Linked DNA regions of Mus musculus: all the other regions are linked to region 1. Evidence: chromatin contacts called from public HiCAR-type, HiChIP or PLAC-seq and capture Hi-C data. All regions are on one chromosome and are shown on one strand. The core of a region is the stretch at or near the end of the contact, and the rest is flanking DNA. Distances in the headings are between cores, read along the strand shown.

What was found. HiCAR-type assays count read pairs that join an accessible place to other places. HiChIP or PLAC-seq counts read pairs in DNA pulled down with a chosen protein or histone mark. Capture Hi-C pulls out chosen DNA fragments and counts their contacts.
Region 2: a capture Hi-C map of embryonic stem cells shows a contact between it and region 1, with 3 times the contacts expected there. The contact joins two enhancer-like sites. A contact is called at or near these places in 11 of 39 promoter capture datasets (3T3-L1-derived adipocytes, the C10 cell line, the HPC-7 cell line and 7 more), 8 of 115 datasets of contacts at active chromatin or transcription factors (craniofacial prominence, embryonic basal ganglia, embryonic forebrain and 5 more) and 3 of 9 other capture datasets (embryonic stem cells, embryonic tail and embryonic trunk).
Region 3: a contact with region 1 is called in a HiCAR-type map of embryonic stem cells, with 5 times the contacts expected there. The contact joins the promoter of Tbx3os2 here to the enhancer-like site in region 1. A contact is called at or near these places in 1 of 39 promoter capture datasets (embryonic stem cells), 1 of 15 datasets of contacts at CTCF or cohesin (embryonic stem cells), 14 of 484 Hi-C or Micro-C datasets (colorectal tumor organoids, differentiating embryonic stem cells, embryonic fibroblasts and 6 more), 17 of 115 datasets of contacts at active chromatin or transcription factors (craniofacial prominence, embryonic basal ganglia, embryonic forebrain and 8 more) and 1 of 9 other capture datasets (embryonic stem cells).
Region 4: a contact with region 1 is called in an H3K27ac HiChIP or PLAC-seq map of embryonic stem cells, with 8 times the contacts expected there. The contact joins two enhancer-like sites. A contact is called at or near these places in 1 of 15 datasets of contacts at CTCF or cohesin (stem cell-derived epiblast-like cells), 8 of 115 datasets of contacts at active chromatin or transcription factors (embryonic stem cells and stem cell-derived neural progenitor cells) and 1 of 9 other capture datasets (embryonic stem cells).

The regions. Positions count from the first base shown.
Region 1 is chr5:119,095,128-119,101,760 of GRCm38.p6, forward strand. No RefSeq gene overlaps it. Among named protein-coding and RNA genes, the nearest start is that of 1700081H04Rik, 9.8 kb to the right of the region's middle. Within about 2 kb of position 2,729, at least 13 of the 459 cell types and tissues checked have an H3K27ac peak or open chromatin away from gene starts, as enhancers often do. A contact at or near this core is called in differentiating embryonic stem cells and embryonic stem cells, where this site is marked.
Region 2 is chr5:119,652,988-119,660,117 of GRCm38.p6, forward strand. The region is part of intron 1 of Tbx3os1 (T-box 3, opposite strand 1); the gene reads right to left. It overlaps Gm16064 (a long non-coding RNA gene), which reads left to right. Exons shown (of 2, transcript XR_878735.2): 2 at 6,030-6,275. Among named protein-coding and RNA genes, the nearest start is that of Gm16064, 10 kb to the left of the region's middle. Within about 2 kb of position 4,999, at least 6 of the 459 cell types and tissues checked have an H3K27ac peak or open chromatin away from gene starts, as enhancers often do. A contact at or near this core is called in embryonic stem cells, where this site is marked.
Region 3 is chr5:119,688,840-119,696,012 of GRCm38.p6, forward strand. Tbx3os2 (T-box 3, opposite strand 2) reads right to left here and starts at 2,379. Exons shown (of 3, transcript NR_040416.1): 1 at 2,169-2,379.
Region 4 is chr5:119,708,761-119,715,400 of GRCm38.p6, forward strand. No RefSeq gene overlaps it. Among named protein-coding and RNA genes, the nearest start is that of Tbx3os2, 21 kb to the left of the region's middle. Within about 2 kb of position 1,546, at least 19 of the 459 cell types and tissues checked have an H3K27ac peak or open chromatin away from gene starts, as enhancers often do. A contact at or near this core is called in embryonic stem cells, where this site is marked.

The DNA.
Region 1 (6,633 bases), core at 1,479-3,978:
AGGGGCCACAAAGGGCGGGGTGAGAATATTGAAACAATGACTGTCTGCTCCAAAGAGTCAAGACATATCTGTTGTCTGGTCCGTTCTAGGAAAAAAAAAATGTGTATGCCTGCTATCATGTACCCAGTGCCACAGATAGCTTAGTGTTTCTAAGGAGACTGTAGGATGGAAGGTGAGAGCTGCCTCACCCTAGGCTTTAGAGCATACAAAGAATTTCCTCCCATCTTACTGGGTCAGGTTCTCTGGGCCTGCAGAGAACAGATGTCACAAAAGAAGAGGAACAAACCTTTGCTGCTCTGTGGACTGATGTGTTAGAATAGCGGCTCAAGTCTGAACACAGCACACTAGGCTAAAACAGTTCCACATGTAAGAGGTTTATTGGGAGAGAGAGGGGCAAGGAAGGTGGTGGCAGAAAGAGAAGGGGGAAGAGAGAGAGGAGAGAGAGAGGGAGAGGGAGAGAGAGAGAGCATTCCATATATATCTATGAATAATGACATAATGCAGGTAAAGGTGAGAGGTGAGCCAAGTGGATTCTGAGAATATGGTGGCTGTTGTCTTGGTAACAGATCTGCGGGTCCCGCCTATGTCATGTCACAGGATTCGGAGGTCCTGATGTCAACACAGACTTTGCTCCTTCCTCTCTACCCTCATCTGGGTCTGAAGTTGGAAGGGTATCTCTTCTTAATCCTGCAATAAACCCTTGCAGGGGTATCTGGGTCTTGTTTGGCTTCTCAGTCCAGGCAAGCAGATGTCTTTGGATAGGAAGGAATCCTTTCCAAACCGGGGTTGACGGTGATGAGGTGAGGTAGGGCGTTTTGCTTGTGAGCCCCAAGGCATGGCCGGCCGTAAACCACAGTACAAAGCCATGCACCACACAGTGACAGGTGAGATTCACCTGCATCCTCCATCAGCCAGAGCTCACTCAGCTTCATTGCGGCTGTAATTACAGGTGTAGCGTTGGGATGCTGAGAGCTCTTTAATCCACACTCATCGGGCAGATTTATGCCCCTTGATGCTCTTGGTCTTTTGCTCTCCATTGAATTCACTGACCATACGAAGCCCAAACAGCTCCGAGCTGATTTCCCACGAGTGACTTGAAGGTCTCTGCCTGTGGGTATGGGTTAGGGACAAGAGCTGAATCCATCATGGACAGAGAGGAAGTCATGCATATGACACCCCTGGAAACCTGCCGGACCTTGTGTCAACCTCTACTTTCTCACAGTAGAACTGTGGCTGTGGAGGTGGCGCAGTTAGTGAGGTACTTTGCCCCGCAAGCATGAGGATTTGAGCGTGAACTCCAGGATCCACAGACAAAAGCAGCGTATGTGTTGCTTGGAAGCCTAAGGCTCACTGGTGAGCAGAGCTTGCTACTTGGTGCAATTTAGGATAGTGAGATGCTCTGATTTAAAAGACAGGACATGGGCACTGCAGAATGATGTTGCCATGGCTATCCTCTGGTATGCAATCCTTTGCCCAGGATCCCAGGGAGAGAAAAGAGCTTTGAGCAGTACCAGGACCAACTTGGTTTGGGATGTGTACAGGGGCAAGCAGGTTCCACCTCCGACTTCATGTGTCACGGTCTAAGCATGTGACTGTAGATAGGCTGTGATCTCTAACCTTGGGCAAGAGTGGAGATGGGGATCATAAGCCAGAAGGCAAAGGGTCCCCTGATTTTGGGGATCTCATGGCAGTGGGCAATCTTCCTGACATGGATGGACAGAGCCCAGGGAGGCTGCTTAGTAAACCATACAATGCCTGGCTTCTTCCACTTTGGCTGACTAATCAGCATGGCTTCCTCTTCCTCCAGGAAGGCCTCCCTGAACACTCTGGGCTCAGTATCTGTATCCTCCTGTTCCTGCATGCTCTTGGCTGTGCACTCTGCATCTTTGGTCGTTGTTCATGGTCTCCACAAGGTCCCCTAGCCTGTCACCACACATGGAATCCACAAGGTCCCCTAGCCTGGAGTACCAACAGAAAGAAGATCCGACCTCAGCAGATGGAAGGTTAGACCTCTGACATCTACAGGCACATTGTGTGCATAGAAGCTGACTACACTCTCCTCCCAATGCACATACACATGCGCATTTTACAAAGTGTTTGTTGAGTGAATAATGGATGAATATAATAATACCCTGAGCCTCAAAGAGAAGTACTCTTTGTCCCCCCCTCTGTCTCCCACTGGCTGGGTATGTCATTGAACCTACTCCCCACTCCAACTTTCCAGTCGGTTAGCCACATGCTCTTGTGTTCTTCTAGCCTGATCAGAATGAAGGGCTGTGATTATTTTGGACGGAAGTGTGCCCTGTAGTTGCTCTCTGCTGGAGATTAGATTTGCTTTTTGAATCAGGACATCCCCCCCTCACCCCCCCCCCCCCCCCCCCCCCCCCGGCTTCTTTCCCCCAGCCTACCAGCCTCTCCCTACCCAGGGGAGCCCTGGATTAAGACAACTGCACTCTGGGGAAAGAGGAGCCTGTGAGTCCTAATCTCTTATCTTTGACTTTATTCTGGAAAGCCATGCTCGCGCCCCGCCCTTCCCCCAGTCCGCATGAAAACCTTCACCCAAGATCCCGGGGACGGGCAAGGACCATCATCCCGGCTTTGAGTGGGTGGAGGGGGTGGAGGGGCAAGCGGGTCCCACCTCAATTCAATCTTCTACTCTGAGCTCAGAGCACACTCCCGGGATCAGCCTGCACAGCCGGGAACAATGGCAGCATGAGGGAGGGACGCGAGGGATTTGGGGCTCTCTCCCTCTGCTAGGATCTCTCAGCTTTGGCTCTCCAGGCTTGTGTCAGCTATGAGGCGGGCGGGGATGCGGAGCGGTATTCAGTCATTTCACAGAACCAACTGGGAACTATTTGGTTTTGAACCTGGGACAAGGAACTGAAGCGCATATTTTACATATCAAAGCAGACCTGGCCTCCAGGTTCTCCCAGCATCCCTCAGTCCCTACCTGGCATATCCTGCCCCCAACCTTGAACTTTCCAGCCCACATCTGGGCTGCCTTTCCCCCAGAGGCTGTTCCCTATACAATCCAGACATTTTGGTCTCTCCCTCTCTTCTCTTCTTCTTCTCTTCACTCTGTGCGTTCACTGCTTTCTCTCTTTCTCCCTCCCCTCTCCCTCTTTCCCCATGGCTACTTCCCTGGTTTTGGTCATTGGGGCCAGTGAATTCGCCCACCCAAGAACAGCTTCTTGATAAACATGCCTTTAATATAATCTAATCTGGTTTATTTCACCTGCGGCAGAGAAATAACCTATCAGAATCCACCGAGATTTCCCCTCCTCCTTTCCTTCTCCTCTTCCTTCTTTATTTTGAAACAGTCTTCATATTCAGCCCAGGCTGGCTGGAAGCTGCCCATCCTCCTGCCTCAGCCTGCCAGTTGCCTAAGTTACTGCTGGGATGTGACCATTGTATTTTATCTATCTATCTATCTATCTATCTATCTATCTATCTATCTATCTATCCATCCATCTATCTATCTATCCATTTATTTATTTATTTATTTATTTATTTATTTATTTATTTATTTATTTATTTATTTATGAGACAGAGTTTCTCTGTGTAGTCACTTTCCTGAAACTCACTCTGTAGACCAGTCTGGTCCCAAACTCAGAAATCTGCCTGCCTCTGCCTCTCAAGTGCTGGGACTAAAGGCATGCACCACCACCACCCGGCTACCACTGTCTTTATAGCCTGCCTTGGAATTAGCCCTAGAACCTTTTTGAATGAGTGAATAAGAAAATAAATGAAAATAACTATTACTGCTTTCTAATGTTTTTGAGGCACAGAACTGACCAAACCACCTGTCGCAAGCAGGTGAAAACAGATTCCTTTATGCCTGCCTTGACCTAAAAGGCAACCCCCCCACCCCACCCCCACCCCCCACCCCCCACCCCGCCTAAAGAAGACAGGATGGACACAATGGAACTCAGAGTCAGGCCTGAGTTTTCAAAGCTCTGCTGCAGATAGCCAGCTTCTGGAATTCAGGGAGAAGTCACAGGGGACTGGATTCAAATATTTAGGATCTCTTACAACAAACACCTTTGTGTTTCTTAATGAATAAAGGGATGGAAAAAGCAGATTTTGCACAATAGCGTTCATTGTCGTTTATGATTTGGGGAAAAGTGTCGTCTTTGTCAAGAACATGTGTTTATCTTCATGGTTCTCAGCCTGACCTGGCACAGCATTGGCATTCTGGTTTTTAAATAGATGCTCTGAAAAACAACACTATCCGACTCTGCAAACAAAACCTCTGTAAATAGGGGTTTGGGAAGCAACAGCTCAGGGTTGCTAGGCTGTACTCCAGTATGAACAGTGGAGAGATCAGGCTGTGTTTGTGTGTGTGTGGGCGCGCCTCTGTCTATGTGCATGTGTATATGTGGGTGTGCCTGTACAAGTGTGTGTGTGTGCACATGCCTATGTATGTGTGCATGTGCATATGTGGGTGTATGTTCACCAGCATGAGTGTGTGCATGTATGTGTGGGGGGGTGTGCACATGTCTGTGTGTGTGCATGTGTACATGTGTGTGTGCACAGGCACTCAGATGTGTGTGGGGTGTGTCTATGTGCATGCCTGTGCATGTATACATGTGGGTGAGTGCACACCGGCATATGTGTGTGTGTGCAGATGCCTATGTATATGGTGCATGTGTATATGTGGGTGTGTGTGCACCACACATATGAGTGTGTGCATGTGTGTGTATACACATGAGTGCATTTTGGTGGGATTGGGAGTGATTGCGAGAGTCTTTCAGCTGCAGAGCAAAATGGGCTCTCTCTGTCTCCTGACTGCTCACATGATCAGAGATGGAGAGGTACAAAGCAAAGCGGGAGGCTCCAAGGCCGAGACACCTGCAGCTACTGAGGGCAGCACAAAAGCCTATGCAGGTGGCCTTAACAAAGACAAGTGCAATGTGTGGTGCCTGGCTGCCCTTGGAACCACTCCCACAGTGTTCTCTGCCTTCTCGAGCACCTCACGTTAACATAGGGATGGTGTTTCCAGGCAGGCTCAGCTCCAAGTACTCGGTATAACAGTAGGGCCCATTCCATCCTTGGGACCTTGGGAGACAGGTTCATCTCCACACCTCTCTACAGCTAGCAAGTAACAAACAGGTGCCATATTTCTAGGGGGGGGATTAAGAAGTGGTGGAGCTGGGATTCACACACAAAGAACTGTGACCAGGGGTGACACTGTAATGTTCCCTTCCAGATCCTGTGGGAAAATATCCATTTCTGGAAGCTGCCTATACTTCTTGGTACCTGGGCTTACACCACTCTGCTTTTCTGGCTCTGACCCCTCCCCCACCTTTTGAAACAATGTTTCTCTGTGTAGCCATGGCTATCCTTGAACTCTCAAACATCTATCTGTCTTTGCCTCTTAAGCGCTGGGATTCAAGGTGTGTGTCAACACACTGGGTGCTCTCCTTCCCTCCTTTAAGAGTCTGTGATGCTTTGAATCCAGTTGGCTGGTCTACAATGATCTCCCGGCCCGAGGGTCCTTAGCTTAACCACATCGTGCAATTTCTGATTCGTGTAAGGCAATGCAACCTAGTCACAGGTGCCTAGGATGCATATGTATGTCTTCCTGTGAATCAGGATTTTACCTTCAATAGGGTATTAGTGTCCCCCAGTTTCTCTTTACAAGAGAAATGACCCCTGACTTAGAATACCCTGTATCTACCCAGACCTGGGGTCTCTAGATGTCTCTTGGGGCTTCTGATAATCCCCCTTTTAAAATTTGTTACATGTATTTATTTGCTTATTTATTTTGTATATATTAGTTTGCACGTGCATGTATAACGTGTGTATATGTATATGTGTGCATATGAGTGTGTATGTGTGTGTGTATATGTTTCAACAGGTATGGACTGAGTGAATTGATAGATTGAGCTGACACTTGTATGTAGTTTTAAGTGAAGTCAAGGCATGCACATACATGTGTATAATATGTTTCTTATTGTTGATTGGATGCAGGGTCTTACTCTGTTTCCCAGGCTGGCTTAGAACTTGCAAACCTCCTAGCCCAACCTCCTAGCCCAACCTCCTATGTGTTGGGGTCATAAATGTTAGCTACCAGTACACCTAACCTATGTATAAGCATTTGTTTCTGAGCAGGCTTTTGTATGGAGCATAAGAGGCAGGAGGGGACTGGTGGCTGCATTCCTGAGTGGATGAAAGGCTCGTACTTACATGTGGAGGTGACAGGTGGCTGAAGAGTTTGGGGACAAATGGATGGGTGGGCAGTCACTTAACCAGCTATATTCTGGTGCTCAGCACAGTGCTTCCGTTCCATTGTTAATTTTCTCTGTTTTAAAAATCAATTGATTGAATTTCCTTGTGGTGTGCTGGCTGGGTTTAATCAACTCAACATGAACTAGAGTCCCCTGGAAATAGGGCACCCAGATTGAGAAGTTGATTCTGACAGATTGATTTACCAGGAAATCTGTAGGGCATTTTCTTAATTGATGGTGAATGTGTGAGAACCCAGTCCACTGTGGGTGGTGTCACCCTGAGGTTGGTGGTCCTGAATGGTGTATGAAAACCGGCTGACCAATCCAAGGGCAGCAAGCCAGTGAGCAGTCCTCCTCCATGGCCTCTACTTCAGTTCCTGCCTCTAGGTTCCTGCTTGAGTCC
Region 2 (7,130 bases), core at 3,749-6,248, 560 kb after region 1:
ATGAACATGACAGCTGTTACAGTGTGCTGTTGGGGAGTAAGAAGAAGATAAACTCTTTTCTTAAAACGATGTATTTATTTTATGTATATGAGTATATCATTGCTGTCTTCAGACACACTAGAAGAGGGCATCAGAGGCCGGGCATGGTGGTTCACACCTTTAATCCCAGCACCTGGGAGGCAGAGGCAGGCAGATCTCTGAGTTTGAGGCCAGCCTGGTCGACAGAGGGAGTTCCAGGACAGCCAGGGCTATACAGAGAAACTCTGTCTCGAAAAACCATAAAAAAAAAAAAAAAAAAAAAAAAAAGGAGAGGGCATCGGATCCCATTACAGATGGTTGAAAGCTACCGTGTGGCTGCTGGGAATTGAACTCTGGAAGAGCAGTCAGTGCCCTTAACCTCTGAGCCATCTCTCCAACCCTGAGATAAATTCTTTTTTTTTTTTTTTTTTTTTTTGAGACAGGGTTTCTCTGTATAGCTCTGGCTATCCTGGAACTCACTTTGTAGACCAGGCTGGCCTCGAACTCAGAAATCTGCCTGCCTCTGCCTCCCGAGTGCTGGGATTAAAGGCGTGCGCCACCACGCCCAGCCTGAGATAAACTCTTGACGCCCACTGGGCACGCAGTTGTTTCTCCAAGCTTTCCCATACACCACACACCATGGCAGACCCGGAACATAGGAGAGCCAGGCATACAGCTATTCAAACCCAACAGCTTTCCAGGAGGAGAAAGAAACCAGGGAAGTCAAGAAAGGAAGCCACAGACACGGGAGCCTAAATCTGACGTGTGGCTCTGATCATGGGGGAGGTCAGACTATGTGAGGAGAGGCACAAAGATGAACTTCCTCACCAACATCAAAAGGATGGGCCGGGAAAGCCAAAGTGTCTTCCTCCAAAACTCGCCTGCCCAGGAAGCAAGTGGAGCTTTCGGGGTGTGACAGCTCCCATGTGTTTCAGGGTGCTTTACTAGTAAGGTGGTGGTGTTCTGTGTTCGGATTTAGATTTTTCTAGGCTCTGAGCTTGTTTGAACTTCAGAATGCCAGCTTGAGCTTTGAGCTGTCTTGTCTCCACCATTCCTGCCAACGCCTCTCTGCCTTTTCCAGACACAGTGTGGGCAGAGTTGAAGATCTCTGTGGATGCTTTACAGGTCCTGCTGAAATAGGGTCTTACTCTGTAGCCTCGGCCCACCTGGAGCTTGAGATCCTTCTGCCTCCGCCTTCTATACACAAGGATGACAAGCATACAGCACCATGTCAGCTAGAATAGTTTTAAAAGGCATTATAATAAGATGTTAAGTAAGAGAACAAAATAGAAGAAAAATAGAGAGGCTGCAGGTGTGACGGCTTTGGAAGCAGAAGAAGGACCATGCATTTGAAGCCATTCTGAGCTATATAAGAAAGTTCCAGACCACCTTGGACTACAGAGTAAGACAACTCAGCCCCTCTGTCCCCTGACCCCTTTGGCAAGATGTTTTCTTTTTGCTGGCCCATAGAGGTGCGTGCCTTTAATCCCAACACTTGAGAGGCAGAGGCAGGCAGATCTCTGAGTTGGAGGACAACCTGGTCAACAGAGTGAGTTCCAGGGCAGCTAGGGCTACACAGACAAACCCTGTCTATAAATAAATAAATAAATAAATCTATACAAATATGATGCCATATATGGAGACATCTCTCCCAACCTCAGGTGTTGGGAGCACATTGAAAATATGATCTAAAAGAAAAAAAAATTACTTCTAAACAGGCTGATGCAGAAGGGTCATGGGTTTGATGCCAGTCAGTCTGGGCTACATGCTGAATTCCATTCTACCCTGAGCTACAGAATGAGGCTGGAACTCCAAATAAGTACGAACCAAACCTAAACAAATTGCCTTTGGGCTATGTATACAACACATGAATAAATTTTGTTTTTAGACCAGGGTGCCATCCACAAAATATCTCATTATTATATAAAATCAAATGTCCTAAAATCTAAAAAAGAAAAAGAAAGAAAAGAAAAGAAAGGAAGGGATGGAGAGAAGGAAGACAAAAAAGCTAAGCAATTCTAGGGGTTTAACACACCCAAGGGCTGGGGGGTGTAGCTCAGTTAGCAGAGGATCTGCTTGGCAACGACAAAGCTCTGGTTCCAACCTCCAGAAGCACAGAAGTGTGCTGTGGCGGGACACACCTATAATCCCAGCACCCCAGAGGTAGAAGCAGGAGGATCAAGAGTTCAAGACCATCCTCTGCTGTATATGGAGTTCCAGGCCAGCCTGAGAAACAGGAGACTCTGTCTCAAAACAAGAAGCAAAACAGCAATACCTAATTACTGAACACTAACTATATGCCCCAAGTTAGGCTTGTAGTTGAGACTCCTTACCATGTCGCCTGTAGCAGGAGCCACTTTGTTCTGTTTCTGAAAAGTAATCAAGGCTTACAGAGAAAGATCAATGAACTCATTCAGGAGTTCTGGGCTCTAGGCCCCACTCTTTGAAGGAGGTGTACCAGAACCTTGTTAGAGTCCATGGCTGGGTCTGCAGAAGCATAAGTCATGTTGGAGCTCACAGGCATGCAGAGTCAACCCTGTCTACTCTGGAGTGTTAGCCCCTGGCAGCTAACTGGCAATAAATAGTTGTGGGTCCCACCTAGGGGACACTAGAATCACAGAGGTTGGTGTGTACCATTCCAAGTGTGAAAGGGGAGGCGTGTTCAGTGTGCCCCTTCAAGATGTGGCTTACCCACAAGCAAGTGTGATCCTCTGGGAAGCAATCACAGGAGGCTCCAGTCTTGAACCTCATCTACACACTGCAGTCAGGTCACCAGCCACCCCCTCCCAGTCCTGCCCTCTACCATAGGTACAGGGAAACCAAAGTTCCAAGCAGTTGGCTTTATAAGCCTAACAGAGGCAGCCTGCAGCCTACAGAGCCTTTTGGGAGTGAGGGGAGCCTCCAGTGAGAGGCAGGACTCTACCCCTATTGCTGCATAAGCACCTTGAAGCTTTGAACCACACCATCAAAGGGGGGGGGGAAAAAAAGGACCTGTTTCAGGCTGTAGTCTGAGAGCAGGGTTGCCTCTACAACCCGGGTGGGTGGGTTTGATAGGTATCTAAGCATATCCCGGGAGAGGAGGAGGGACTCAGGCAGTTTACCTGGATGTTTGGAGGAAGTGGGGGGGGGGGGGGGAGACAGAGACAGAGACAGAGAGACAGAGACAGACAGAGAGACAGACAGAGAGACAGAGAGACAGACTGGTTCCTTATCTAAAGGAGGTAAGGCAGTAAGACAATTCTGGGGACACTCTTGTTGGTCCTAAGCATTTGCTATCAGGCTAAGGCAGGAGCACACCTGTGTCTTAAGTTCCCTAAGAAACCAGTGGCAGGAGGAAGGGCACAGCTAGCCAGTGAGACATCCAGCCTTTCCCCTCTTTTGCTATGGGACTCCAGGGAAAAAAAGGATCCCAGTGCTCTGAGCTCATTGGAGGAGTGTTTCACTTCCCTCCTTCCCCGGGATGCCCAGGATGCCCGCTTCAGACTGGAATGCCCAAATCTCCACTGAAGCAATTGTTCAAGGAGCTTGTCAAGTGGGAACTTGGTAGGCCTCAGTAAATACTGAGCTGTATATAGGTCGTAAGTTCTTAAGGGAGAGCTCGCAGGCCAGTGTTAGCAAATGTCTTCAAAATCTTTCATTATTTCCCAGGGCTTTGGGATCTCGGATCTGGACCTCAGATCCGGATGGCTCAAGAAGGAAGAGTTCTATCTAGTGACATATAGCAGTCTCTGGTCTCCAAAGTTGCGGGTGGAGGTGGCATTCCTGCAGGTCCCTCTCAGTCTCGGGGTTCGGACCATCCCCAGCATCTCGAATCCCCAGATGCCTCCAGCCTAAGGCTAGGGCTCACAAGAACCTCGATCAATCCAGTCTGGGGGGAACTGGAGAGAACCGGAAAGAAGAGGGGGGTGACGGCCAAGATCAGAGGGGAAGAAAGAAACCAGGGGTGGGGGGAACAGACCGAAACAGACAGACGGAAGGAGGAGCCAGTGCTCAGGGCGCCGGGCCCAGGCGTCCAAGCCGAGCTTCCCGCCGCGCCACACCCGGCCTAAGACCAGCTCCCCACCGACCCAGTGACCCATTCGGGCTTGCACAAAACCAGCGCCCTAGGAGTCCTGGCCAGACCGCTGGGGCTTGATTCATTTCTTGACTAATTATCTGGAGCTCCTTGGTTCCTTCTTTCAGGGCTCAATTAATTCCCGACGGGCGGTGGGTAAGAGGCTGTGTTGAGGAGGCACCGCCTGGAGCCCCTTTGTGAAGTGCTGTCTGGACTATATCGATTGCACACACACACACACACACACACACACACACACACACACACACACACACACACTTGTCTATACATTAAAAAAAAATCTTGAAAGATCTCCATTTCCAAAATTTAGGTTTTGTCCTCCAGCCACTTCCCTGACCGCCACCAATTTCGCAGCTCTCCTGGACCAAGCCCCAAAGCCAGTGAGATACCAACTTGGGTGTGGTTCCATTGGTAGAGTGCATGCCTAGTATGCAGGAAACTCTGGGGTTGATCAGCATGCGAATCCCTAGCACTGGGGAGATGGAATGGAGGCAGGGGGATTGGAAGTTCAAGGTTGCTGCATAGTGAGTGATTCTACAGTAATGGGGGTGGGGGTGGGGCGAGGGGGCGAGGGTAATACCCAGTCATCAACCAAGCATCCCCATTGAGATTAAAAAGGCTCAAGAAGAAACTGGCTGTGCAGCTGCGGGCTTCTAGGTGCCCCAGTGTGTCAGTAAGTTACCTGGGGCAAATGAGCTTCTCCGTGAAATTACCTGCCTTTTCCGAAGAGCAACAAAAATGCATCTGAGGTGTGAGAAAACTGTGGCCATTCCTGTTCCCGGGAGAATTTCTCAAATAATTGTCGGAAAAAAAAAAACTTATTTGAGTAAGCGACTGGGAGCTGAGATGGTCTAGAGTCTGATTGGAACCCTAGAGATTCAAGGAGGGACTCTGCCCATGTCTGGGAAGTCCGAGGACCAGGTGATACATTCAAGCCAAGCCCTCTATCCAGGATGGGAGTGGGATGTGATTTCCCAGCCTTGGCTGCCTGAAGGCTCATCAGAATGGAGCTAGACTGGACACTCAGCTTCCTGGGAGCTAGACACGAAAAGTCACCTTTTGGGTGGAACCCAGCAGGCAGCCATGAGGAAGAACTGTCAGTTTCAGTGGAGGGAGAAGATCCCAGTCTATTAAGTTGACCTCACAGTGGGGTGGGCTCTCTCCCTCATCCATCATCCTAACGAAGTATAGGGCGAAAATATAGACAAAGTCAAAGTGCCTTCCTTCCCAAAGCTGCTGGAAAGTGGCTTTCTCAGGCACCAGAAGATATCAAAATCACTCTTACCTTATCCACCAGTCTCACCCTTATTCATTCACAAACAAGCAAAAACAAACAAACAAACAAAAAAAAACAAAACACACACACACATACACATAAACCAACTTCTCATGTGTTTCCTGGAAAAAAAAAATTAAAGGAGAGTTAGTCTATCCAGCCAATCAACAAACACTCAAGGCTCACGTTACCTGGAAAGCGGTCTAAGGCATTGGGACACTGATGGGGAGTGGGACTGACAGGGAGTGGGGAAAAGGATTATGGGATTCCTTGGCGGGTGCTATTTCAACAGCGGTGCTGTGGAGTGAGCCTCCTTAGAGGTTTGGGAGGAGGTCTCAATCCACTCAGAAGCAAAGAGCTCACACTGAGTGGAAGCAGTTAGATCTCAATTCTGGAAGCTAGCAGTTCTGGAGAAGTACGAATGGTGATGCCTGCCAGTGCCCTTCACCCTGTGGGGACCTGGCTGTTGGACCTAGTTTCCGAAGTTCCCAGCAGCTAACCTTCCTAGGACTGAAAACCTGCGTAGCGTCACCTTGCCACTGTCTAGTGCTACCTTTTTTAAGACCTTGGAGTTAACTGTCTCCTTCCACCCCCTGCTTCCTAGATCTTCTGTTTTCTTGTCTTCAAAATGGGCTAAAATGTATTCTTTTTTAACCCCAGCAAAGAAAACTCAGGACGGCCAACCTGGAAGGAACCCTTCCTCCCATGAGCTTCCAGAATGGTGTGCAGTGTTCGGGAGTTAGAATGTACTCAGCAAACACTTGTGGAAACCCGGGTTTTCCAGCACTTACACCAAGCTTCATTTCTATCATCTCAAAATAGGTTTGTTTTTCCTGGACTTGTTTTGCACATTAGAATCCATTTGGAGAAGCACTAATTCCCTTAAAATGTATTTTTGGAACTAGACACAATTCTTTTGTTGTGTTGTTGTTGTTGCTTATTCTTGCTATAGTGCCCAAGCAGGTCTCCAACTTGCTGTAATCCTCCTGCCTCAGCAGCATGTACCACCACAGGCAGCCCAAATGAGTATTCCCCTTTTAGTCTCTGTGTCTTCTTTGACATTCTTTTCATCCTCGAATGACTACTTTCTAAAAACCTGGCTCTGATAAAACTGATAGGAAAGCCAGGTCTCCCTCCCTGCCACTCCCAGACCACAGAAGCTCTGTGAGTGAGTGAGACAGTCTCTCTCTCTCTCTCTCTCTCTCTCTCTCTCTCTCTCTCTCTCTCTCTCTCTCTCTCTCTCTCTCTCTCTCCCTCCCTCCCTCCCTCCCTCCCTCCCTCTCCTGCTCTGTAAATCAAGTCCTAGCACGTGTTTGAAGTCTTCCAATGTGGTAGACCAAGCTTCTCTCTTGCATTGGTTTTGTGACAAAATCTTGATGTGTAGCCCTGCCTGGCTTCAAAGTCCCTGTGTAGACCAGGCAAACCAAGATCTTGCAAGGGTCCTCCTGACCCTGTTTGCTGAGTGTTGGGATGACAAGAGCCACTTTTAGCCTGAGGTTTAAAGTTGTTTTAAAAATATTTATTTACTTGTTTATTTTATGCCTATGAGTGCCTTGCCTGCATGTATTTAGGGGCGCCCACAAAAGAGTCTTATCCCCTAGAACAAAACCATTGTTAGCCATCATGTAGGGTTCTGGGAACTCAACCTGCGTCCTTTGCAAGAGCAACAATTGCTCTTAGCCACTGAGCCATCTCTCCAGCCTATAGTCTGAAGTTTTAATGACTTTGATGGAGTCTCTTCTAGGACCACTGAAGCCATCT
Region 3 (7,173 bases), core at 1,129-3,628, 590 kb after region 1:
TCTTAGACAGAGGACCAGCCCCTGGGCGATTGTAGGCCACACACATTCCCCCACCCCCACCCCCATAAGGTGCAGAGGACCCAAACTGAAGACTTGTCTCCCAGCTTTGGTCTAAGCCTCAGGAATAGGAGACAAAACCAGGGGGACCGGAAAGAATTCTTTAGAACAGGGTACCGACTGATGGTGCCATCTGGTTTTTCACATGCCCCTACCACCAGCTGCACCAGTGCTAGGATCCCAGGCAGCCCAGTATTGGCACTTTTAGAAATTCGATACCCCGGCACTTTGGTTTCCTGCTAATGACCTGGGCTCTGGTTTCGGATTGCTGAGTTGTCTGGTCCCCAGAGCGGTGGTTTGTCCTCCCCAGGACCCCAGAGCCAACCCTGGACTTGTATTCTTTCACACCAGCATTTTTCTTGGCCTCACCAAAGTCTCCAAGTGTCAAGGACACTATGGACACCAAACTGACCCTCGGGTAGACCTTCCTTCCTTCCGGTCACCTTTGTGGGGCTGTCATTCATTTATCTCAGTCCCCAGAACCAGCATCTTGTAGGATTTTTTTTTTTTAAATCTCTCTGTGCCTAGAAGAGGCATTCTTCACCCTGGCAGTAGCTCTAGCTATCTCCCAGTTCTCCCAATCTGGCAGAGAGCCTTGGGAAGAGCAGGTTTGGAAAGACAGTGCCATAACCAAACAACTCAGGAGCCACCACACAGGAAAAGCAACCCCTCTATCGGCCCAGCCCAGCCTGCTCTCCCCAAGGTCAGCTACTCTGAGCTCACTGGCTATTCTATAGGGCTATTTTTTGAGGAGCCCGTGAAAATTACACAGAAAATGTAGTTTACATGTGCACAGCCTTCTGAAAGGGCAGTAGAAGTTCAGATTCTCGGAGATGTGTGATCCTAACCAATGACCTACTCACACACTGCTCAGGGGACAATAACCAATGGGGTTTAGGAACATTTGGACTTAAGATTTAAGATGGTGCCTTCAGCCTGGGGCTTGCCTAGGTTAAATTTAACTTTAGCACACACACACCCCACTCCCCACTTCCCACTTCCCACTCGTAGCGCCTGGTCTTAGCCTGCTTATTTTAAATGGGAAGGCTGAAGGAAGTAGGTGTGTTCGGGCACTGTATAATTAGTTGATTAATCAGTTATATTAACTTATCAGCCGAATGATTATGAGCAGTCATTATCACCCTCAATGAGTTCTCTGTTAATTTCCTGTTGGGAGGGTCACCCTCTCTAGGCTATCCCAGGCAATAAAAAGCAACTACTTTTCATAAAACAAAATTACTTCTCACTAGAGGCCAGGGTGGAAGGTATAGGAAACTGTAGGGGAGGCCCTTTTGTGGGGAGATTTCTGGGGTCCCGGCTTGGGACTGGGTGGAGTGGGGGGGATGTGGCTTCAATGTTCACCATACTGTCAAGGTTAGCCAGGTTTCCTCTGCTCCATGCCCCCTCCAACCCTCTCAGGACATTCTAGTTTTCTGTTTGATGGTATCTTGTTTGATGACAGCCTTTTCTCCTGCATCCCACGTGGACCCCTCTCCCCACCAAATCTCAGTGCTCTTGCGTCAGACTCTTCCAAGTTCTGGGATCCCAAACTTTCTCCACTAAGACATACATGAGGGGTGGGGTGGGGTGGGGTTGGCTTTTGGGAAATACCTGTGTGGATGTTGGAGGAAGGCTACTCTGGGGCCTGGGGGAACACCTGTATAGAAGTCAGAGCAAAGATGAGAAAAAACAAAAACGCAGGAACACTTTCAGTGATATGTAATTGGCTCCCCCCCCCCCAAGCCAAGCCTGCACAGAGGACCTCGAATTAGGAAGAAGGTAGAGGCTAGCCTGGGTGTGTTTTCTACCTTTCTCCACTACTGTGTAATTTTTGACTTATCATAAAAAAAAAAAATCCATGACCATCTAAAGAAACGCTCAGGAAACAAAGGGGACATCTATGGTCCGTTTTTCTTTATTTCCTTCTGATTACTGGGGAGGAAGGCCTCTTCGCTACCCCACGAGTAAGCTCAGCCCGGCTGTATCCTGCTCAGCCCCAAGATTTGTTTCAAAAATACCATCCATGAAATCGGAAGCTGCCTGCTTGACTCAAGAGACTCCAGCCTGCCCACCAGACACCACCCATTTCTCAAGACAAATGCCACACCAACCTCTCTTCCACTCCGAGCCTGCCCCCAGGATTTTCTTGAAGGCAGGTCATAAAGTGTAGGTAGGTGTCTGCCTCTCCAGATGATGAGGATACAGGTCCTTTGCTCTGTCTTTAAACAGGACCACTTTGGAGATGACTGGAATGGGAGCGGCACCCTCCTGGCGCTTCTCGATTTCTTCAGGTTAAAACAGGACCGGGCAACCGACAACTGCACTCTACCTGAGCTGCTTCTGGGTTCTTCCCTTGGGAAAAAGCTATGAGCAGTTGCGGCCAGCGTGAGTCAGGCGCCCATGGCTTCGCTAAGCCGCTCCTTTGCTGCCATCTGCTGGTTGCACCGGAGAAGTTCACGGAGATTTTTCGAATGCAGAGAACAAGTCTCTTAAAAATAAGAAAGAGGGCTGGGGGTGGATGGTAGAGCTTGCCCCTAGATTCTATGCCAAGTTGCACAAAAATAAAGTAAGGGAAGGAGGGAAACATGGTACTGAGGCACAAAGATACGATGTAGAATAAAAACAACAGGACCTGTTTTTGTACCTTGCTACAATATTGCTTTGGTACCTTGATCAAGTTGTGTAACATCTCTTATGCCATGAGGTGAGTGTATAGTGCCGGCAGAGCAAGCTTGGCAGCTGAGTGTGAACCTCAGAAGACACGTTTTTAAAAGTCGGATGTGGAGGAATGTATCTGAGCTCACAGCACTCCTACGGGGAGATGGGGCGTGGGAGTGGAGGTCAGAACTGAAAGTCACAGTCTGGCCAGCCTGGGGTACTTCATAAGCTGCAAGGAGACTCAAACTCCCAGAATCTGTCCTCTGAGCTATATCCACATGCTTACACTCACATACATTGTATACATACTTGTTAATTAAATTATTCTATTAATTATTTTTATTATGATTAATTGATTTAGTTATTAATTTTGTCATTTAATTATTTTTATCGATTTATTAGATAATTAAAATACTCCAAGGACCAGCATGTAACTTGATGGCAGAGAATTTTTGGAGCTTGTGTGAGGATGAAGATGACGGTCTTGTAGGATGAATGATGCCCAGGTTGTACCTTTCTGCTCATTGTCTCTAAGCTGTCCTTGGACCACTGGGTTCCTGTGGATGTCTCTAAATGATTATCCTTGACTCCCTCTTTCACAATCCTCGTATCTGGAGCTCATCAAATTCACTGTCTGCTTCACCTCAAACTTACCAGTTATCCAATAGTGGGAATGATCCCAAAGTCCTGCTCGGAAGCACGTTTCAAAAAGTCCTATGATCATAGAACAGCATCATCTTCAGTGGCCTCCTCGGACAGGAGTGACCTGGCCTCTCCTTTCTCAACTGCACGCCACCCGACTCTTCAGAAGCAAGCTATTTCAAGGCCAAATTGTCACCTTCCTTCTCCCAGTGCTCCCTCAGCCTAGGTTTCAAACTTGGGCACTGGTGACAACTGGCTGGTTCTATGAGCTCAGGGATGTCCTGTCTATGAATTCAGGAAGGGGTAGTGCCATTTAGCTCTGGTATCTGCCCACTAGACAGACGCTTTGGGAGACAACCTAAGATGTCTTTGGATGCTGCCCTGAACCACGTTGACAGCATCAGCCCTGGTTAGGAGCCACTGCTTGAGTCCGAGTCCCTCAGGCACGCCCTCTTGAGGTCATCATTGGCACTTCATCCAGAATGCCTTTGCTGAACTTCAGGACTGGGCTGGGACTCCTGTCCAGTCCTGGTTCATGATGGGCCAGCCGGAAAAAAAAAAAAAAAAAAAAAAAAAAAGGTTTCCTGTAGGAGTGTTCAATATAAAAGATTACCCTCTGCATCCCGGTTTCTCCTTTTGCTTCAAACCATTTGTCTCTCTAGCACGCCTTGTTGTTCTCCCTGTGGGCACAAGGAGACACTGACAGGGTGGACAGGACATGACCTACAGGCTGACAGTACCCACCACTTGCTTTCACACTGATAAGGAAGGTTACATTTGGTTGATTGGTTAGTTGGTTCGAAGGCAAGGTCTCCCATAGTCTAGGCTGACCTCCGATTTGGTGATGATTTTGAACTCTATCCTTCTGCTTCCATGTCTCAAGTGCTAGATCATGGGCATTTGCTACCATACCCAGTTTACGTGGTGCTAGGGATGAGACCCAGAGCTTGTGCATGTGTGCTAGGGCAAGCACCTTGCTAACTGAGCCAAGTCCCCAGCCCTGCTTACAGTTTTTTTTTTTAAGATTTATTTATTTATGTATATGAGTACACTGTAGCTATACAGATGGTTGTGAGCCTTCATGTGGTTGTTGGGAATTGAATATAGGACCTCTGTTCACTCCGGTCAACCCTGCTCGCTCCAGACGACTCTGCTTGCCCAGTCCCTGCTCGCTTTGGGCCAAAGATTTATTTATTATTATAATAATGAATAAGTACATGGTAGCTGACTTCAGACACACCAGAAGAGGGCATCAGATCTAATTACGGTTGTTGTGAGCCATCATGTGGTTGCTGGGATTTGAATTCAGTACCTCTGGAAGAGCAGTCAGTGCTCTTACCTGCTGAGCCATCTCTCCAGCCCCTTGCTTACAGTTTTATTTTGATTTGGGGACAATAGATCAAGTTTCATTTTAGAGACTGCATCACTATACTGCCTAGCTCGCCTCAGAGCCTCGGGTCCTCATCCTAAGCACTAGGGTGATTGGTGCGGACCAGAACCCTCCACTTTACCTTCCAGATGCATGAGGGACGTTTGTTTTGTTTTGCCCTTTTAAAAAACAGGCTCTCTCTCTCTCTCTCTCTCTCTCTCTCTCTCTCTCTCTCTCTCTCTCTCTCCCGACTAGGTTGCCCTCAAACTCACAGAGATCCTTCTGCCCCTGCCTCCTGAACGCTGGGATTAAAGGCATGCACCACCACCCTTGGAATGGAAGGAAATTTTTTTCTCAATGAACAGTACACACATAGAACTACTCAGTCAAGTTCAAATGAAACCTGACCACGCTCACTCACTTGCACATTGTGTTCTGTTGAAAACAACCCAGCTAAAGGTTGATCAAGGAGGGTGGGAGATGGAACAAGAGTGATCCATTTAGCTTGAAGCTGGGAGACAAAGGCTAAAGCTCCCTGGGATGTTTCTGTGTGTGTGTGAGTGCACACATGCATGTGCATTATGTGCGTGTATGCATGTGTCTGTGTGCATGCCTGTGTGTGTATGTGTGTGTGCATGTGTATGTGTGTCTGTGTATGCATGTGCGTGAGCATGTATGTGTGTCTGTGTATGCATGTGTGCATGTGTGTGCACATGGGTGCATGTTTGTATGCATGTGCCCATGTGTGCATGTGTATGTGTGTCTGTGTATATGTGTGTGCATGCGTATGCATGTGTGCATTGTGCATGTGTATGTGTATCTGTGTATGCATGTGTGTGCATGTGTGCATTTGTATGTGTGTGTGTGTATACATGTACACGTATACACTTATTTTCAGGCTGTGTGGAGGAGACAGGGGATGTTTATTCCTTTCTGAAGCTAATACTTCATCCTATACAAAGTCAGGGCACACCAAGAGCTGTCCTTGACTTCTTCACCTCTCTTTTCCCTCTCCACCCCTGTCTCTTCCTTTCTTTTCTTTCTTTTATTCCCATTCTTTCTTGTCTTGTTTCCCTCCCCTCCCTCCCCTTCCCTCCCCTCCCTCCCCTTCCCTCCCCCCACACCTCTGATCACCTTTCTCCTCAGTTTCTCTTTTCCCCTTTTCTCCCCCACCCCCATTTCCAAGTGACCCCCCCCCCCCACTTTTGAGGACCAGCCCAGGAAACTGAGGCTGGAAGACTCTCCGTGAACCAGGCAAGCTTTCCCACCCAAACAAGACCTCACCACAAGTCCCCCCTCCCCCCAAGACTGCCTCTCTGTCCCCCTCTGCCCCCAGCCCCCTCTCGACTTTGGCCTCAATGAGAACCTCATTATTTATCATTTTGAAGCTCCAGGATTTTCAGAGCCCAAATCCAAGCTTAAAATGGAGGCAATTACCCAGATAATTTAGGTAAACCTCGGGGCTGTGTCTGGAGTAATTGTTCCCACTCCCACTTCTCATTGTGTGGCTGAAGAGGCCAATTCGGTCCTGACAGCCCCTGTTTGTTTTGTCCCCACGGAACAAGGCCCTTCGGCAAAGGAGAGAAGGGCAGGGACAAAGCCCCAGGGGCAGAGAGACCACCGCTCCAGCCAGCCAATTTGTGTTGCAGGTCATTAACCTTTGTGCTTCCACAAACCCTGTCCAGCCGGGGGTTTGCTCAGCCCCTCGTGTTCTTCCAAAACCACCACTCGCTCAACATGCAAAAATATCAAGGCGACAATGGACGCGTGTGTATTCAGAGATAAAACTAAGCAGAATTGTAAGATGGGAATCTGACAAAGCCTTTCGTGACAACCCACCCCACTGCAAAGAGTAAAATTTGGGGGCTCTAATTTTTGTTTGGTTTGGTTTTGCCTTGTTTAAGCCAGAGTCTCCCTATGTAACCCAGCCTAGCCTAGAACTCTCTAATTCTCCCTCTGCTTCCCCGGAGCTGGAATTATATAAATAACTATGCTGCGCCACCTGCCTTGGAGTCAGATATTGGTGTCTTTAACTCCCCAGTTTGCTTTTGATTTATGTGGCCCTAGAAAGCGATTAAACTCTCTAGAGTCTTCAGTTCTCTCCTCTTAAAACAAGACCGCTCAAGTTGGGGTGTAGCTCAGGGGCAGAGAACTCTCCTGGCCTGAACAAGGCCCTGGGTTTGATCTACAACACTGGAGGGGGAAAAAAAAACCAATAAAACTATCTTTGCTTTATAGGGTCATAGGGAGATGACATGGATAGAGCCCAGAGCCCTGGGGCTGATACTCAGGGAGCTTGACGGAAGCTGTTATTATTGTAGTTGTGGGCCTGCGTCTCTATCTGCTTAATATGGTCTCATGCACACACAGAAACAGTCGGGCCTCCACCCCCAGACCTCTTGCCCTTTACTTCATGTCTTTCCTGGTCAGCATGCTGTGGGGAAACA
Region 4 (6,640 bases), core at 296-2,795, 610 kb after region 1:
TTGAAACGTACTCATCAATTCGATTGTTACTACGAATTGTTCTGTTGTTATTGTAAAGTGTGGTTCCCCTGTTTCCAGGCGGATCTCCCACCTTTTTTTTAAAATTATCAATTACTATTCTCTAACATAGTTGACTATTCCTCAGTAGGATGCCATATTTAAAGATCTGACTTTATGTCTTTATGTGTGAGTGTTTGCCTTCGTGTGTGGGTGTGTGTGTGTGTGTGTGTGTGTGTGTGTGTGTTATACACACGCACATGCAGTACCCATGGAGGCCAGAAGAGGGCACCAGATTCTGGTGAGCCATCAAATGGGTGCTGGGATCTCTCTCTCTCTCTCTCTCTCTCTCTCTCTCTCACACACACACACACACACACACACACACACACACACACACACACACCGTGCTCTGAGTACAGAGCCAGATTTGTTTTTATTTAGTTATGCATCTGCACACTCACTACCCACAAAGGCAGTTGTGAGCCACACGATACACAAAATATGGATGCAGAAATTAGGTCCTTTCTATACGGGGTGGGGGGAGTTGAGTTCATGTCCTAGTGCTGAGGCTCGAACTCGAGATCCTGCACATCCTAGGTAAGCACTCTGCCCCAGAGCCACAGCCCCAGGGTGCCACACCACCATAGCGGATTTCTAAATCAGTGCTCTGAGTTTAGCTCTACCACTGAAACCCAGCCCCAGCTCTTCTGCAGAGGATTCCAGCGCATTGCTCTATGGCTGAGCCAGGTTCGAAAGGCGCGCTTGTAAGTGCTCAACAAAACCCCGGCAACGTTATTTTAAATTCTTTTTAAAAAGTTTACAAAGTGGTTTCCTACAATGATATCCTTTTTTTTTTTAAAGATTTATTTATTTATTATATGTAAGTACATTGTAGCTGTCTTCAGACACTCCAGAAGAGGGAATCAGATCTCGTTACAGATGGTTGTGAGCCACCATGTGGTTGCTGGGATTTGAACTCTGGACCTTCGGAAGAGCAGTCGGGTGCTCTTACCCACTGAGCCATCTCACCAGCCCAATGATATCCTTTTTAAGCCCAAGGAAACTGAGTCACAGAGAGGGTGGGTAGCTCCCTACTCACACAGTTGGAGGTAAAAGAAGCCGAGGTTGTCCGTGGATTAGCACTTTCTAGTGGATCCTCCCCCTGGGGCAGGACTGCTTCAGTAAGAAAGCTAGGGCTTTGATTTGCTAATCTTGTTTGTTTGCAACACAAGCAGAGGACACTGGATTGATTTCCTAGCGCCTGACTCTCAGGGTCCCCCTCTGGCCTCGGGGACTTAGCACAGCAAATTCCTTTTCCTGAAGGACTAGAGGGTAGTCTCCAGCCTCAGGGCCTCCCCGCTTTCGGTACCGTCTCCCTCTCAGCTTCAGTCTTAAGTCTGGCAGAAAACCAGGTTAAACGTGGACCGCAGGCCCCACCCACGCCTCCACCCCAATTCATACCTCCCGGAGACGCCTCCCTGTTTCTGCTTCTTAGTCTTTTACAGTGGTTGGTCCAGATGCAGAGAGAGCCCGCTCCCTGACTAGGACGAGGCTGGGAATTGAATTTAGAGTCTCGTGATCACAATCACCTGAATCCCATCCCATGTCCGCTTGTAGGTGTGACTCAGCAGTAGAAAACCTGTGCGCAGGCGCAAGGCCCTAGGTTGGCTCAACACTGGATAACTAAATAAACATTGAATGAAGTTTTTATTTTATTTTTTATTTTTGGTTTGGGGTGTGTGTGTGTGTGTGTGTGTGTGTGTTGTTTGTTTGCTCTTTTATTTTGTTTGTTTGTTTGCTTTAAAAACATCTTCACCGTGACAGAGAGTACAGTCCGCTATCGGTTAGACTAGGTTGAGTTCTTCCTTCCTTCCTTCCTTCCTTCCTTCCTTCCTTCCTTCCTTCCTTCCTTCCTTCCTTTCTTTCTTTCTTTCTTTCTCTCTTTCTTTCTCTCTTTCTTTCTCTCTTTCTTTTTTCTTTCTTTCTTTCTTTTTTCTGCTTACAGTGAACTGGAGTCATCTCTGGAATAGGGGAGAAGCAACCTTTTATTTTCTCGGATGTCCATCGACCATGGAACCTGGGGCAAACAAGGTCATCCTCTGAGCCGCCAATTCTCCTCTGTAAAATGCAGTGCTCAGATGTGGTGCCTCCGCAGAAAGACCTAGACCTAGCGGGTAAGAGAGGCCGAGAGCGCAGCCCAGTGGTAGAGTGCTTTCCTAGCATGCCTGAGGTCTGGAGTCCCTTCTTCAGTCCCTAGCAGAAAACAAAACAAAAGCTCAAACAAGAGCTACCAAAGGGGATGAGGTGGAGAGGAACATGAAACAAAATCCCTGGACAAGCCAGGGGGTGGCTCAGTGGATAAAGGTGCTTGCCACCAAGCCAGAGGACCTGAATTCAATCCTTAGGACCCACATGGTGGAAGGCAAGACTCTCATAACTTGACCTCTGATCTTCACTCGGGTCCAGTGGTACACATACTCATGCACACATAGACAAAATTAATTGATTAATTAATTAATTGGACATTGACCTCCTGGGACATATCTGCTTGTCTCTGTCCCCAGTGCTTTTTACACTGGTGCTGGGATTTGATCTCAGGTCGTCTTACTTTTTTACTACCCCTCCACAACTCCAATATATCCAGGCAGTGCTCAGTCTTACAATCCTCCTGCCTCAGTCTCCACACCCCGATTGCTTTACCATTTTTCCCCTAAAATATCTTAAAATTATTATTTGACTTTATGTGTATGTGTATGTGTATAGATCTTCTGCCTGGGTAGCACGTGGCTACCTGGTGCTGGAGGAGGCCAGAAGAGGGCACGGCGATGTCACACATTTTAATCCCTGCACTGTCTAGGCAGAGACAGGTGTCCAAGCCCGCCAGGACTACATAAGGAGACCCTGTCATAAACAAAACAAAACAAAACCCCAAAACCAAGGGTCTAGAGAGATGACTCAGTGGTTAAGAGTGCTGGCTGCTCTCCCAGAGGACCTGGATTCACAGCACCCACACGACAGGGGACAACCATCTGTAACTCAGGTTTCAGGTGACGTTGCACCCTCTTCTGGCCCCCATGGGCACTGCATGAACACGATGCATAGTTGAACATTGAGAAAGTCAAATCTTGTGCTGCTCTAACTACGTAGTATAATTTGAGATCCAGTGTTTGGAGCCAGCAGTGCTCTTACTGCTCAGGTGGCTCTGGTCACTTGAGAGTGTTTGTGCTTCTCACCTGAATTTTTTTCTGTCTCCCAAGTCCTAGGATTAAAGATCTACCAACCTCACTGGTCTCAATCCACTCTCCCATGGTGTTGTAAAGTAGCCACCATAGCCAGGCACAGCGGTGCTCATCTGTAATCCTAGCAAGTGCGGGAGGCCAGGGAAAGGAAGTTCAAGGGCAGCCTGGATACTTAGCAGACTCTGCCCTAAAACAAAAGAACAGAGCCCTGGGGTAAAGTGTGAGCAGCTGACTTTGAATTCCCCAGAACCCACACAGCACCTGGGGTATCAGCAATCTCAGTCCCCAGGGTGAGGTGGGAGGCAGAGACAGAAGAATTCTGGGGAGCTGACAGGCCAGCTAGGCTGCAGCACAGTGGCCACCAACAAAAAGGACCTGTCTGAAACAAGGTGGCAAGAGATGACCGAATCTGAAGTGCACACGTACAGACACGTGCACACATCTACACACATAAATGCACAGGTGTGCGTGTGTGTACACACACACCACACATACACACACATTACTGCATTCTCTTTACACCAGCAGCAAGTGACTTCACATTCTGCATCAGGGTTCCCCAGCCTTCTTGTTTTGCCTTCCGTGGAGTGCAAACCCTTTAGAGTAAACAGTTCCCTTCGGTTAATGCCCTGCCATTGTTGGGTCTTCATTTCCCCCATAAACATGCAGACATGCAGGACTTTGCTCAAGTCTCCGCGCTTTTTTTTTTTTCTTTATGAACTTGTTGTGACAAACATCGAGCCCTCCTTCCTGAACCCCGCTTCCTCTTGATCCTGTCTTTGCCGGACAGCGCTTTACACAGTGTCCTTTACTTTTTTTTTTTTTTTTTTAACGACAATGCCTTTGGCGTAGTCACTGGCCATTATCTATCGTTTCTTAAGGCTTAGAAAGGTTAATGAGTTGTTCAAAGTCACACAGCCAGCTTTATCTGATCCCAGAAAAGTCTGGGACTCTTGAACAATTAGCTTTGCTTAAACCAGGAGGCGCCTGCAATTTCCTGCGGTGGAGGACAGGCAGCCACCACCGACCGACCTTGGGTCGGCAGACGACGCTGGGGCTCTGCTGCCCCCTCGTGGCCATGAGCGGCCACGTCAGCCTGCACGTTCTGAGTATGAAGAAGAAAAAAGAGTGAATTTGAACAGTTGTGTCTTGCTTCCAGAAGGCTCCACTGAGAGCACACATCAGCCGTCACAAGGTCAGCTCCAGGTCATGTGGCTCACTATAGTAAAGGTTATTTTCTCCGTTTGTTTATTTAGTTCTTTGTTTCATTGTCGTTATTTGTTGGAGACAGGGTTTCACTTTGGAGCCCAGGTCGATCTGGAAATAGGTGTGGCCCTGCCTGACCTTAAACTCTCGACAATCTCCTGCGTCAGCCTCTAAAATGTTGGAATTACAAGCTTGGATTACCCCATTCTTGCTGAGGCAGGCCGTTTTAGCTGTACTGATATTTCACTTGCAAGCCCACTGGTACAAATCGTGCACGCTACATCTGGAGTAAAACCCAGGGGCTCCCCAAATGACTGTGACTGGGCCAATTAAAAGCTTTCTTCCTAAGTTGACATTATTTATTTATCCGATGCATGGGTTTACGATGTAGGCCAGGCTGGCCTCAACCACAGAGATCTACCTGCCTCTGTCTTTCCTTAGCGACGGGATCAATTATATCCAACACCACGCCCACTTTAAAATATTTTTAGGGGATGGAGAGATGGCAGCTCAACCGTTAAGAGCATTTGTTGCTCTTGCTGGGGACCCAAGTTCGATTCCCAGCATTTTCATGGTAGTTCACAAACATCTGTAACTACAGTCCTAGAGGATCTGATATCCTCTTATAACCTTCATAGGCACCATGTGGTATACATACATACATACATGCATACATACATACATATATTCATACAGGCAAAACACACATAAAATGAATAATTTTACAAATTAAGAACAAAATAACAAACTATATAAACAAAAATCACTTAACTACATTTGTTTATTTATTGTGTGTGGGTGCCTACACACCACAATGCTTCTGTGGTAGTTAAAGGACACCTTGCAGGAATCTGTTCTCTCCCTTTTACCCTGTGGGCTCTGGGGTTTGAACTCCAGCTGCTAGTCTTGTCAGCAAGCCCCTTTACCTGCTGAGCCATCTTGCAGGCTCCAACCAAAAGCTTTCTGTTGCTGGCTTCTGTGAATGGCTCTAGGAAGATCCTCCCATCCAAAGGACTGTGTCCTTAGGTCCTGGAGGGAAACACTACTCTCTCTTAGTTTGGAGGTGCTGGGCTGATGTGAGCATGACATGACCCAGAGAAGTTCAGCAAGAGCTCAGAATGAGGTCAACAGCAGATGCCAGTGAGTTAAGGCAGCTCCAGAGCCGACTGGATACAAACCAGGGAGGCCACGACTCTTCCCAGACTGTTTGAGTTTGTTTTTTGTTTGTTGGCTTTTCAAGTTACAAACACTAATGTGCATAGAAAATCAGATGAGGGGGCTGGAGAGATGGCTCAGCAGTTAAGAGCACCGACTGTTCTTTCGAAGATCCTGAGTTCAAATCCCAGCAACCACATGGTGGCTCACAACCATCCGTAATGAGATCTGATGCCCTCTTCTGGTGTGTCTGAAGACAGCTACAGTGTACTTACATATAATAAATAAATAAATAAATAAATAAATCTTAAAAATAAAAGAAAAGAGGAAGGAAATCAGATGGGATTGCGAAGAGATTGACTATTAATAATGATACAGCAATGTCATCATGCTAATAATTACGGATTTTTTTTCGAATGGTTGCATTTGCTTCTGCCTTCTTCTCCTCCTCCTTCCCCCCACATCGCTGTTTAACAGAAGAGTGCTGGTGTGGCAGGCATGGGCTGTGGCTGTGGATTTTATCCTTGGACCTGTGACATCGGGGCCCACCTCAATTGTGTGTCTTTCTGCCTTTGATTCTCCACCTGGTTTATCTATGGGAATTCAGTTTTACAGTGATTTAAAAAAAAAAAAAGCTCTCAACTCAGCGAGCAGATGTTACAGAGCCCCGTTGCCCTCACAGTTGTCTCTCTGGGTTAAACTGCATGTCCCTCTGAACCCCATTTTCCCAAGCACAAAACAGGCAGGGCAAGCACCCAGGACGTGCAAGGTTGACCTGACTTAACCAAGTCCTGGGACAGGGCAGATTCTCAGAACTGTCGGATAGGTTTTATCTCATGAGACTTCTTCCCCATCCCCACCCCCACCCCAGTAGTTTTCGGGTCATGGTTGAGTTTCAGGGAGGGAGGTGGCCGGGAGGAGGAGGTGCCTGGGATGGGATTGAATTTTCTCATCGTGGAAACTTTCTCTAGGTTAACCAGTGTGGATCTCAGGGTCTCGAGCACTGCTGTGTGTCCCCAGAGAGGACAAAGTCCCCGTAA